3 separate regions of the Mus musculus genome follow, and all the other regions are linked to region 1. The links are chromatin contacts, called in public HiChIP or PLAC-seq and promoter capture Hi-C maps. All regions are on one chromosome and are shown on one strand. Each heading gives the region's core, a stretch centred on a gene start, on an enhancer-like site or on the middle of the called end of the contact. The rest is flanking DNA. Distances are from core to core; before and after follow the strand shown. Region 1 holds the start of Taf8 (TATA-box binding protein associated factor 8). Region 2 holds the start of Frs3os (fibroblast growth factor receptor substrate 3, opposite strand). Region 3 overlaps Gm20517 (predicted gene 20517).

Evidence for each region. HiChIP or PLAC-seq counts read pairs in DNA pulled down with a chosen protein or histone mark. Capture Hi-C pulls out chosen DNA fragments and counts their contacts.
Region 2: a promoter capture Hi-C map of pancreatic islet shows a contact between it and region 1. The contact joins the promoter of Frs3os here to the promoter of Taf8 in region 1. A contact is called at or near these places in 25 of 39 promoter capture datasets (the 3T3-L1 cell line, 3T3-L1-derived adipocytes, the C10 cell line and 16 more), 3 of 15 datasets of contacts at CTCF or cohesin (the NIH/3T3 cell line, embryonic stem cells and large pre-B cells), 59 of 484 Hi-C or Micro-C datasets (the 3T3-L1 cell line, the 63-12 cell line, B cells and 38 more), 26 of 115 datasets of contacts at active chromatin or transcription factors (the HPC-7 cell line, the NIH/3T3 cell line, the SCID.adh cell line and 16 more) and 4 of 9 other capture datasets (adipose tissue, embryonic stem cells, liver and 1 more).
Region 3: a contact with region 1 is called in an H3K27ac HiChIP or PLAC-seq map of embryonic stem cells, with 7 read pairs. The contact joins the enhancer-like site here to the promoter of Taf8 in region 1. A contact is called at or near these places in 4 of 39 promoter capture datasets (the C10 cell line, cranial neural crest, hematopoietic stem and progenitor cells and 1 more), 2 of 15 datasets of contacts at CTCF or cohesin (both in embryonic stem cells), 1 of 484 Hi-C or Micro-C datasets (embryonic stem cells), 10 of 115 datasets of contacts at active chromatin or transcription factors (the HPC-7 cell line, acute myeloid leukemia, embryonic limb bud and 6 more) and 4 of 9 other capture datasets (adipose tissue, embryonic stem cells, liver and 1 more).

The regions. Positions count from the first base shown.
Region 1 is chr17:47,500,388-47,504,163 of GRCm38.p6, reverse strand. It overlaps Taf8 (TATA-box binding protein associated factor 8), which reads left to right and starts at 1,873. Exons shown (of 9, transcript NM_022015.4): 1 at 1,873-1,933; 2 at 2,724-2,880. The coding sequence starts at 1,895.
Region 2 is chr17:47,700,162-47,703,937 of GRCm38.p6, reverse strand. Frs3os (fibroblast growth factor receptor substrate 3, opposite strand) reads left to right here and starts at 1,942. Exons shown (of 3, transcript NR_045913.1): 1 at 1,942-2,324; 2 at 3,106-3,193; 3 at 3,496-3,776. Frs3 (fibroblast growth factor receptor substrate 3) reads right to left here. Exons shown (of 7, transcript NM_144939.2): 5 at 2,154-2,315; 6 at 1,214-1,368; 7 at 1-984. The coding sequence ends at 76.
Region 3 is chr17:47,647,400-47,651,175 of GRCm38.p6, reverse strand. All of the region lies in intron 3 of Gm20517 (predicted gene 20517), which reads right to left. Usp49 (ubiquitin specific peptidase 49) reads right to left here. Exons shown (of 7, transcript NM_198421.2): 2 at 1,153-1,226. Among named protein-coding and RNA genes, the nearest start is that of Usp49, 19 kb to the right of the region's middle. Within about 2 kb of position 2,100, at least 13 of the 459 cell types and tissues checked have an H3K27ac peak or open chromatin away from gene starts, as enhancers often do. A contact at or near this core is called in embryonic stem cells and pancreatic cancer cells, where this site is marked.

The DNA.
Region 1 (3,776 bases), core at 624-3,123:
CAGTCATGGTGGGGAGCATGGCTGTGTAAATGGCGCTGGGACAATAGCTGAGGACCCTATGCTATATCCTGGTGTGCAGGCTGACAGAGGCTCACACTCAGAGACAGAGAGGCAGGGATTGAGAGAGAGACAGACAGACAGACAGACACTGGGCCAGGTGTAAGCTTTTGAAACCTCTAAGCCCACCTCCAGTGACACCTCTCCTCTAACAAATTGCCCAACTCTGGTGACTTAGCATTCAAATATTTGAGCCTAGGGGGTCCATTCTTATTCAAACCACCATGACATTCAAGGGGCAAAGTTGCTCCAGTTAAGAGTACTCTTCTCTTCCAGAGATTCAGTTCCCATCATCTACCTGGCAGTTGTGACACTCAATATGAGTGCTCAAATTTGGGTCATCTCCAAGAGCAGTATGTGTTTGTTCTTTTTTTTTTTTTTAAGATTTTATTTATTTTATGTATATGAGTACACTGTAGCTGTCTTTTAGACACACTAGAAGAGGGCATCCAAACTCATTGCAGATGGTTGTGAGCCACCATGTGGTTGCTGGGAATTGAACTCAGGACCTCAGGACCCCAGGAAGAAGAGTCAGTGCTCTGATTGACCACTGAGCCATCTCTCCAGCCCAGTATGTGTTCTTAACTACTGAGCCACCTCTCTGCCCCAAAGTGTATTTTTAAAAGAGATTTATTTGTTTCAATTATATGAATACACACACTGTAGCTGTCTTTAGACACACCAGAAGAGGGCATTGGATCCCATTACCGATAATTGTAAGCCACCATGTGGCTGCTGGGAATAGAACTCAGAACCTCTGGAAGAGCAAGCAGAACCAAAGTGTTTTTTTGTTTTTAAATATTTATTTATTGCATACATGTGGGTATATTGGTCTTGTCTTCAGACACACCAGAAGAGGGCGCCAGATTTCTTTTTCTTTTTTTAAAATATTTATTTATTTATTATATACACTGTAGCTGTCTTCAGACACACCAGAAGAGGGCATCAGATCTCATTACGGATGGTTGTGAGCCACCATGTGGTTGCTGGGATTTGAACTCAGGACCTTTGGAAGAGCAGTCGGCGCTCCTAACCGCTGAGCCATCTCACCAGCCCCTCTTTTTCTTTTTCTTTTTCTTTTTCTTTTTTTTTTTTTTTACAGGGTTTTCTCTTTGTAGCCCTGGCTGTCCTGGAACTCACTCTGTAGACCAGGCTGGCCTCGAACTCAGAACTCCACCTGCCTCTGCCTCCCAAGTGCTGGGATTAAAGTCGTGCACCACCAAGGCCCTGCGAAGGCGCCAGTTCTCATTGTAGATGGTTGTGAGCCATCACGTGGTTGCTGGGAATTGAACTAAAGACCTCTGGAAGAGCAATCAGTGCTCTTAACCGCTGAGCCATCTCTCCAGACCCAAATTGTATTCTTAGTGTATTTCTGAGAACTTACTTCATACAAATGGCTTTGTTTTTGTTTTTATTTTTATTCTTTTCTTTTCAGGGAAAGGGTCTCCTTATGTAGTCCTAAACTGGCCTTTAATTCATTGCATAGCCCACGCTAGCCTGGAACTCTAGATCCTCTGGTCTCAGCTCCAAAGTGCTAGGATTACAGACGGCAGGCTCCTGGACAAAATATGTTTCTTTTAACTCAGTGCATCTCACAGTGCGTCTTCCAGATCAATTGCTACAGCTACTGACTTAAGTGTCCAAGAAAGCTTGGGTCACACAACGCCACGTGAGCTTGGGCTATCCCGAGCTCCCTCCACCCCCACCCCAGACTCACACGTGTTCGTAGAGCTTTTCTATAAGGCGGGGCACCCGCGGCCCCGCCCTTCTCCACCTCCCACCCCGCAACTACAAGTCCCATCGTGCCCCGCGCTCACGCACACTACGCAAGAGCAAGATGGCTGACACGGCGGCCGGGCCTGGTGGCTCCGGAACGGTAAGGGTGGAGAGGCGCGGCGTGAAGCCGAAAGAGTTTGGGTCTTCTGGATCTCTCCCACGGTTTGGGCCACGGTCTCGAACCGAGAAGCCCAGGCCCGCTCTGAGACCCGGGGCTGGAGAGTATCTCTGGCCGTAGGCGGTCCCCGCTGCTTGGCTTTTGGCAGCGGCCTCCTGAATTGCTGCATCTGAGACTTGATTGGCTTGTTCCTTGTTGAGGTGGGAACCCGGAACTCCTTCTGATTGGTCTGAAGAGGCTGTTTTTATCCTCTTACTGGCCGGCCGAAGTTGGAACTTCGTAAAATATTTACTTGCTCTGCCTTTCTCTGCGGTGATGCCTAGCTCTCCTCTGCATCCTGTGGTGGTAGCTGGTTTAATTTTCCTGGTTACTGAAATGGTGTGATGGGACAAGAAGATAGTAGATTTATTCGCTCAGTACCATCATTCGTGTATATATTCTTCCTTTGCTTTTCCCTCTCTCTTCCTGCCTCCTCTCGCGCCTGCCTCTGCCTCCCGGGTGCTGGGAATAAAGGCGTGCCCACCACAGACCCGCTCCTGTAACTTTGCTCCAGAAAGAAGTGAATGGGGCTGGAGAGATGGTTTAGTGGTTAAGACGGACTTGCTGGTCTTTCAGAGGACCTGAGTTTGGTGGAGTGGCTCACAATCACCTGTAACTCCTGCTTCACGGAATCCGGGCCAGCGCGGCACCTGCACTCGCAGGAACACACACACGCGCGCAAAACACACACATCTAGTGGTTCAAAGTCTCACTCTGGGCTTCTGATTTCCAGAGACCGGGAAGTAAGCAATCCACTAACCCTGCTGATAACTACCATCTGGCCCGGAGGAGGACCCTGCAAGTGGTTGTGAGCTCCTTGCTGACAGAGGCGGGATTTGAGAGTGCCGAGAAAGCGTCTGTGGAGACACTGACAGAGATGCTGCAGAGCTGTGAGTACCAAGAAACACTAGGCCCGCTGTTTCCTTTACAGACCCCCCCCCAGCTCCGTGAACTCCATCCCAGATTCTCTCTCCCCTTCTCTTGGAAGACTGTTAGAGACTCAGCTTCAGGCAGAAGAAACACACATGTCCATTGTAGAATGAGACTGTTTCGATGCTTATACATGTGGGAGAGACACAAATAGCAACCTTGTCATTTCAGTCGTCTGCAGCGGCATTAAGTGGCATTAAGTGTTACACAACTCTCAGCGTTATCCATGTCCAAAGCCCTGTATCCCTGAACAACACTGGATTCGGTCTTCTCCACAGCCCCAAGAACGTCTCCTTTCTGTCTTTGAATTTGTTTTTGTTTTTTAATATAACCCTTCCCCGCTTTGGTTTTTCAAGACAGGGTTTCTCTGTGTACCCCTGGCTCTCCTGGAACTCACTCTGTAGATCAGGCTGGCTTTGAACTCATAGATCCATCTGCCTCTGCCTCCTGAGTGCTGGGATCAAAGGCACGTGCCACCACCACCCAGCCTAATCAATCAATCAATCAATCAATCTCTCTCTCTCAATTTACTTATTCATTTTATGTATATGAATATAATGTAACTGTGTTCAGACATCAGCAGTAAGTCTCAGAGGCTGAAAGCATTCTAGACCCAGATAAGATTGTATGGGTGCTGGAGGCTTCCAGGACTAGACCTAGGTTAGCAGACTGAGGTGGTGAGCCCCGAATCTAACAATTACATCAGGCATCGGATCTCATTACAGATGGTTGTGAGCCACCATGTGGTTGTTGGGAATTGAACTCAGGACCTCTGGAAGAGCAGTCAGTGCTCTCCCCACTGAGCCATCTCTCCAGCCCAACATATCTCTTTAAAAATGACTCTTCTTTCCTTGTG
Region 2 (3,776 bases), core at 693-3,192, 200 kb before region 1:
GAGCAGCTGAGAGTCCTGGGCTGGTGGGTGAGGTGGAGTCCCCTGCTGTAGGCAGAGGCAGGCGGAGGCCCAGGTCTACAGAGGCAGGTCGGTGCTGTTGTGCCGAGTCTTCCTGACCGCGCCATCATCTCGGGGCAGAGCCCTCTGCAGGTCGGACATGGCCGCCGTTTTCTTGAGGTCAATCACGGCATACGAGTCTGAGCTGCGAACAGGGTGTGGGGTGGGCCCAGGAGCTCCAGACACTGAGGGGTTCTGGGGCCCCTTGGGACGGGCTGTACCCCAGCCCTTGAGCTCCACCTGGATGTAGTTGAGCTGCCTTGGGGGCTCAGGGCCCTGCCGGCGGAAATCAAAGTTGAAGACCCGCGGGGAGCCTCGTCGGCGGGTCAGTGGGACAGGGAAGCCGCTGTGGCTACGGGCGGAGGCCCGCGTGCTGGTGGGTTTCTGTAGCGGGGTTTCATCCTCCTCGCCATCAGGGAAGCCATTTGAGGACGGGGTAAGCCCGTCCCTGGAGTCCCCATCATCCCCAGCCTCCCCTCCCGGCTGTTGACCTTGGCTCTCCCACACTGGGGGAAGTGGGGGCAGGTTCTCATAGTGCAGCAGGGCCGCCCGACGGTGGGCCAGGCCACTCCACCCTCGCTCCTCAGGGCTCAGTCTCCAGCCAGCCCCTTGCTGCAGGCCCCCGCTGACGTTCTCGTAGGTGCATTTGGGCTGGGCTGGGCACTCAGAAGGGCCCTCGTTGTTGTTGTGATGGGGAGGGTCCTGCATGCCCGGGCAGAGGCTCTGGCACTTCATCACCTGCCGCCGAGCAGGGGTGGGGCCCAGCACGAACTTGACCTGCCCTGGCTGGAGCAACACCTGTGGGTCTCGCTGGTCGGAACCCTGTGTCTGTGCTGGGAGGGGTACCCTGCCCTCAGGCAGTGGCTGCAGGCAGTGGCGACTTCTGCCATCCTCATCCCCAGTTGGTGTGTTGACATAGGTGTGAGACTGCAGGCAGGGAGAGAGATGTTAAGTGAATCAAGTGGTTTCAAGGACTGGGAGGAGGGACAGGGCCAGAGAAGACAGGAAAAGAGCCAGAGTTTCTCCTGCCGCCTCCAACCCCCCCCCATAAGCGGCCCCTCCTGCTCCGGTAGAGGGGGGCCCTATCAAGTCTCTTCTGTTCTCCCAACCTTCCCTAGGTCCCGCCCACCTAGAGTGCCGCCCACCACCTGCACACCTGCTCCTCGGAGGCAATGAGGGTGTGGGTAGACTCTTCCCCAGGCGAGGGGTGTCGCAGACTGCTTGTGGAGGGTCGGCGAGGTGCGGAGGAGAACCGTGGGCCCTCTCCAGGGCAGCCAGGGAAGCCATTGGAGAAGCCAGAGACCGTGTAGCCTGGAGGTGGGTTCAGGGAAAGCAGTCAAGGAGAGGGGTATGGGAGAGCTGACAGTCATTTGCAGTCACGTGCACACATATTTGAGGTGCCCTGCAATCCTTCCAAAGGCAAGCAAGAGGCTCTCACGGCCCTATTATCACTCACTGCACTGACTGGGCAGCCCCCCACCCCCCTACACCTCTGCAATCAAATCCTGCCCTGCCCTCTGAAGCCACCCTGAGGCTGGCTCAACCTCCTACTTTCTCATAGACCTTATTAAACACTGATGGCACACCTGTCACCCCTGAACTGTCCTATGACCAGGCAGGCTTTGCCAGGGAGCACCAGGAAACCTCACCGACACAGGGGCCATTTTAGCCTTTCTGTCTCTCACAGGGAATACAATGAGCAGGGCTGTGTGGTCTGACTTAGCAGCCATCAAGAACAGATCATGGGAACCTCCACACCAATGTGAGCAGCGATGGCGCGCCAGCCAGCCAGGAGAAGTGTATTTTGTATGTGATCCAGGCCAGTACACGGAAGGAAGCAAAAAGCTCCAGACTGCTGTTTCTATGGCAACCCAACGTCTTCCTGTCTGCTTCCCAACCATCAGTTGACCCAAGGCGCAGGCCTCTGCAGCTCCAGCTTGAGTCACCCAACTGGCCCTGCCCAGGACTGATCCATCCTCAGGAATGGTTCTGACGACAGAAGACTGTCCAGGAAGGCTGGCTCACCCCAGCTCTCCCGTACCTGCTCCTTAGCTCGTGTGTGTATATGACAGGGTGACTGGGGTGGGGTCTCTCACCAGCGGGCTGTGGGGGCCCTCGAGGCAGGTCCAGCTCTGGTGGGTGGCTGCTCCGCGTGATGATGACCGGCTCCTCCGTCACGTTGATGCTGTTACACTGCATGAGGTCCTGCAGCAGGTTGAAGATGTCCTCTGCCCTCGAACACTTGAATGCAAAGATGCCTGGGGAAGGTGAGGAAGCAGTGAGGGCCTCCAAGACCCGGTTTTCCTAAGGATAGGTGCCTTCTGGGGTGGGGAGAAAACCATGGGTAGGTGCCCCATCTTCCTGTACCCATCACTCTGCCTCCCAGCTGCCCCCACCCCCAACCCTTCATCCAGGTATAGCCATCTCTACTATCTCTGAAGACAATTGGGTCTGACCTACTTCCAGCTCATTCACAGACTATTCAGACCAGAGGCAAAGGCCCACTGTTTCCACACAGGTTCCTCTCAGCTTGGGAGAGGCAGAGCAAGGCAGTCCAGTACTCCTTCCTGCAGCAGGTCTCTAAGCACTTCCAAGTGTCTGTCCACAAAGTGGCAACACTTGACTGAGCACCTGCAACTCAATGGCTCTGAAGATGCCAGCCTGGGGATCTGTAACACAGGCCTATGGGACTCGGGGGCAGCTGAGGGGGATGTGTGAGGTCATGCACACATCCACAGCAAAGATAGATGTTACCAGGTACGGTACCACATACCCACAGTTAATCATTAAGTTCAAGGCTGGCCTGAGCTACCCATGAAATCCCTGTCTCAAAAAGCCAGGGTATGTATATATGTATGTATGCATGCATGCATGCATGCATGTATGTGGGTTCCTAGCATGTACACAGTCCTGAGTTTAGTCCCCAGCACCACACCCACAGGATGATAGATACAATTAAACTGGGATATGGACAATGAACATTATATTACTCTTATATACTGCTACCCATTAGCTCCAGTACAGGGTAACTGAAGTTTGTATAAACAGGACGAGAAAGACGGCACGATATGTGAAAGCTGGACAAGACCAGAAGGACAGAAGTGGTGATACGTGGCTGTAATCCCACACTTGGGAGGTGAGACGAGAATCCCCGTGAGTTTGGAGACCAGTCAGGAACACATATAACAAGACCATCTCACAGGGGTGGGGAGGGAAGAGGAAGAGGAGGAGGAAGAGGAAGAGGGAAGGAAGGAGAGGGGAAGGAGGAAAGGAATGTGGAGTGGTGGGGGGTGCAGCAAAAGTCTGGCATTAGGAGGAGCCCTGAACTGGGAGCTCAGACAACCCCTCTCAGGTGCCAAGTGCGGATCAACCTCACCAGGAGGAAGGTGGCCTCTGCCTCACCTCTCTGCTCACACGCCATGCTTGCCTGTACCACAGGGATGAGGTGCATGCCAGGAAAGGCCCTTCAGCAATCAACCCGGAACACGCATTGCTTTGTGCTGTCTCGGGAGAGACAGCTCTGTCTGCGTGCAGCACAGTCCCAAGAAGGACTCCTCGTGCTGAGCATGTGTGGACCTAAGAAGCAAGGCCAGACCTCATGTCCCAACCTCAAGCTCATGAGCAGCCTGCCAGCCCCTGAGCCCTGCCTGTAGAGGGCACATGGGCAGGGGATACAGTATACTCCACTGCCCACAGGTGAAGGTGGACAAAGGTCAGGC
Region 3 (3,776 bases), core at 851-3,350, 150 kb before region 1:
AACAAACTCAAAGGCTGGAAATGACATGGGCTCTAGCAAGGTTTTTTCTTGTTTCCAGCCCCTACCACATAATAACATATAAGGCTGCAGCATAGTAGATGCTCAGATAAGTTCATAAAATAAAAACCATCTGGAAGTGCTTTCCGAAGCTAGGAACACACCACACAAGGAACACGGCTCCTGCCTCCTGCCCACACTGGGCTTACAGCACTGAAGAGTAGCCTCTACTTTTTCTACAAATCTTTTTAATGTCCAAGATTAATTATGGAAGAGACAGGTTCTTCTATCTACTTCCGCATCCAGTCAGTTTCATAGTTAGGAGCCTTGTGAAAAAACACTGCTTGCCCAGGAATGAATATGGATGGAAGACAAAACAATGTTCCAATATTGCTATTAGAATAATGCCAACCCCATCAACCCCTGAAAGTCTGAGCACTTCCTGGAACCCCTGTAAGACACGGTTAATGTGTTTAGGAAAGATTCTCAAACAATAATGGGCATGGAGAATGAGAAGAGAGAAAGGAAACCATCACTGTGCACTGCCACTGAAACCAACTGGCCCAAAGTAGGCCTGCATTGAAGCTCAGAGTTTCAACCATTAGACCAGCGGCTCTCAACCTAGGGGACAACCAATAGAAAACACAGATATTCACATTACAATTCATGACAGTAGCAAAATCACAGTTATGAAGTAGCAATGAAAATAATGTTGTTGTTGGGGATCACCACACCATGAGGATTAGGAAGGTTGAGAACCACTGCCCTTGACAAAGAAGGCTGCCCACATAAATGCCACATAAACGTCTAAACCCTGACAGGGACCTAGAACTCATGAAGAGTTTGGGCTAGCTACAATATTTGAGTTCTGGACAATAAACATTTATGGACTTTTGAAATTTTATTTGAATACCACAGTGCTAAAGTGAACAAGACCTCCATGGTGAGCCTTTATCACAGCAGCTGGCAGTGTTCAGAGAATAGGGGGTGGCTAATCATTCTTGACAGGCGATGGCAAGCACAGTCTCTCCATCAATAAACTTCAAGCTACCCAAGACTTTACCGAAAGTTCAGAACATCACTGAGACACTGGTCATGGCTACTCCCTCCCCTGACAGGATTAATAAGGTTTCCCACAGTAAGGTTCTTCTTTACCCATTAAACAAGCTGCTCCCATCGCCTTCCATATTCTCACATTATCACTGGCTGGGTTTCCTCTTCTCTGTTACCTACAAGGGGAAACAATCTGTGAGCAAGGGCTGATACACAGCAAGAAAAAAGCAATTTTTATAAAATGTATAGAATCAGAAAAGTATTAGTATATTACAACAACAGTGAAACTCCTACAACTTTTCAACTTTCAAAACATGGGAAACAATATGACCCATTTTTCAGCTAAGAGCAGCCAAGGATTCAGTCATTTACCAGGAAAATGGGCCATAAATGCAAGCATTAAAGGTTTTCTTCTGGGAAAAAAAAGCATTTCTATTAAGATCACACACTGTCTTTGTATATAATGTGAAACAGTCAGAACTGAAAAACCATGCTAACAAATCACTCTAGTAGCAAAAGCTAAACTTAGTTATGCACAAGCATGTGATGGTTTGGAGAGGGTGAGAGATGGCTCCTTTGTATTAACTGGGTTTAGTTTTTTTTTTACCTATATCGAAGCAGCAAGTATCTTTAAAAGTAACATATTTGATACACAAAGGTATTATATTAAGCAAAGATAGAATTTATAGTTTAATAGATTACACATATAATCAGTTTTTAGATTTCTGACACTTTAATATTTGGGATTTAATAAAATTTGATTGGTGTGTTAGGTCCTACGTAACAGGATGGCAAATTCTCTGTTTTATCAGCCTCCTGGTGAATACAAGAATTCCTCTTGAGGGAAACTTTCCTTTTGATAGTATGCACCCTTGATATGGGGCCCCACCTCTAAGGTCTAGTCTCCTTGGAGTGGGCGTTCCTTGAAGAATGGCTGTCAAGATCTCAGAATGGTTGTCGGGAAAGGGAAATTGCTCTGCATTCTACAGGGGGAAGAAGTTGTTGTTTTACTGCTAAAAGGGACTGGGAGAAGAATGTTGAGAGGACAGAGAAGAAAAGAAGAGCCCTACAATAGGGCAGAGCTGGGATTGGGTGGGGATGAAGTGCTCAGGCCAAGGGCAGCCGAAAGTTGTCTGCATTAATGCAAAGCTAGGCTCTTTCCACCTCTATTTTGCTCCCTTTCTTTAGGTAGGTATACAAATCCACAATGCCGTGTGTGAATAGAGCCTTTCTAAAAATCAGACACACCAAGGTTCACATCTGAGTGCACTTGGCGCAAATCAGTACTAGAGGGCAAGAAAAGTCTGGGCCCACAAGGCAGAAGAGTTGCAGGACTGAGACACTCACAAAAGCTTTATAGGAAGAGCTTAATTCACTATATATTATAGGCTGCAGGTCTGAGACACACTACATTGACACTGTATGGATGGAGCCTCAAATTCAAACAGTATCTCTCTCTCTCACCCAAACACTTTTACTTCCAAAGTAAAAGTAAAATCCCTTAAAGCTACAGTTAAAACCAAGTAATTTTAATTTAATTTTAGATGTCCCCTCTCCCCAGCTAACTACATAAATCACCTCTACACTCAATAACTGTAAGATATGTAAGCATGTGGAATTTATGTTTACCATACTGTATTTGCTCTTAGTCAGAAGACCATGCTGGGTGTGGAGGCTTCTGATCCCAGTGTTTTAGAGGCTGAGTTGGAGGCCAGCCTGCTCTGTGGTGCTTCGTATAGAATCAAATGCAGGGCTTCCCCCATCAGGCAAGCACTCTACCAATAACATTGTATCCCCAGCCCACAACCTTAACTTTTCACCAGAGAAACTGAGATTGCAGCTCAGGGATAAAGTGCTTGCCTAGCTCAAGGCCCTCAGTTCAAATCCCAGTACCACAAATCTCAAATGAGATGTGACCCTGTATTCCATTATATCCAACAAGACACTAGAAAGATCTGCTCATTTATAAGGGTTGGCACAGATCATGGAAGTGGAAAAACCTTAGATTTAGAACCAGGGAGCTTGGGTGTATGGCCCAGGTTATCCACGTATGAGCTGGGAGACCCTGGACAACTCACCTCTGACTTGAGACCCCTAAACTTCCTCCCCTATAACATCAGCTGTACCAAAGATGCTGCCCAAATCAATAAGAAAATGTGTGTGCATACATTACAAATAAGTACATGGGAGATATCATTCTGGTGAGAGGAGACTCTGGTATTTAAACATTCCAGGAGCTCTGAGCAAGCTGGGATCAGAGAACCATGTCATCCAGGCAGAATTCAAAGAATTCTGAAATATGTTTGGCATTTGGTTCTTTATTTTACTTAAATAATTCCTAGTTTTAACCACCAAGCTTCGTAGGGACTAAAGGATATAATTAGATGAGAATTCTAGACTGAGAATTCCTAAAAAATAAAATAAAATAAAATAAAATAAAATAAGCTAAGCATACTGGCTTAGTGTGATCCTCCTGTTCTCAAAGCAATCCCAAAGCCCACCTACACTGAGCAGCAACAGCAGCAGAGGCAGGCACGGCCATGACCTACCATGCACCAGAGCTCCCATTTCATCACTTTGGAATTCTCAGCCTACCTTTTATGCTTCTACATATAATACATGCTATTAACTGGAAGAGTCTAACCTTCTAACATACAGTCACACAGTAAATTCAAACAGTAATTCTGTCAGCAAGGACTCCTTAGAAATACTAGAAAATGGGATGG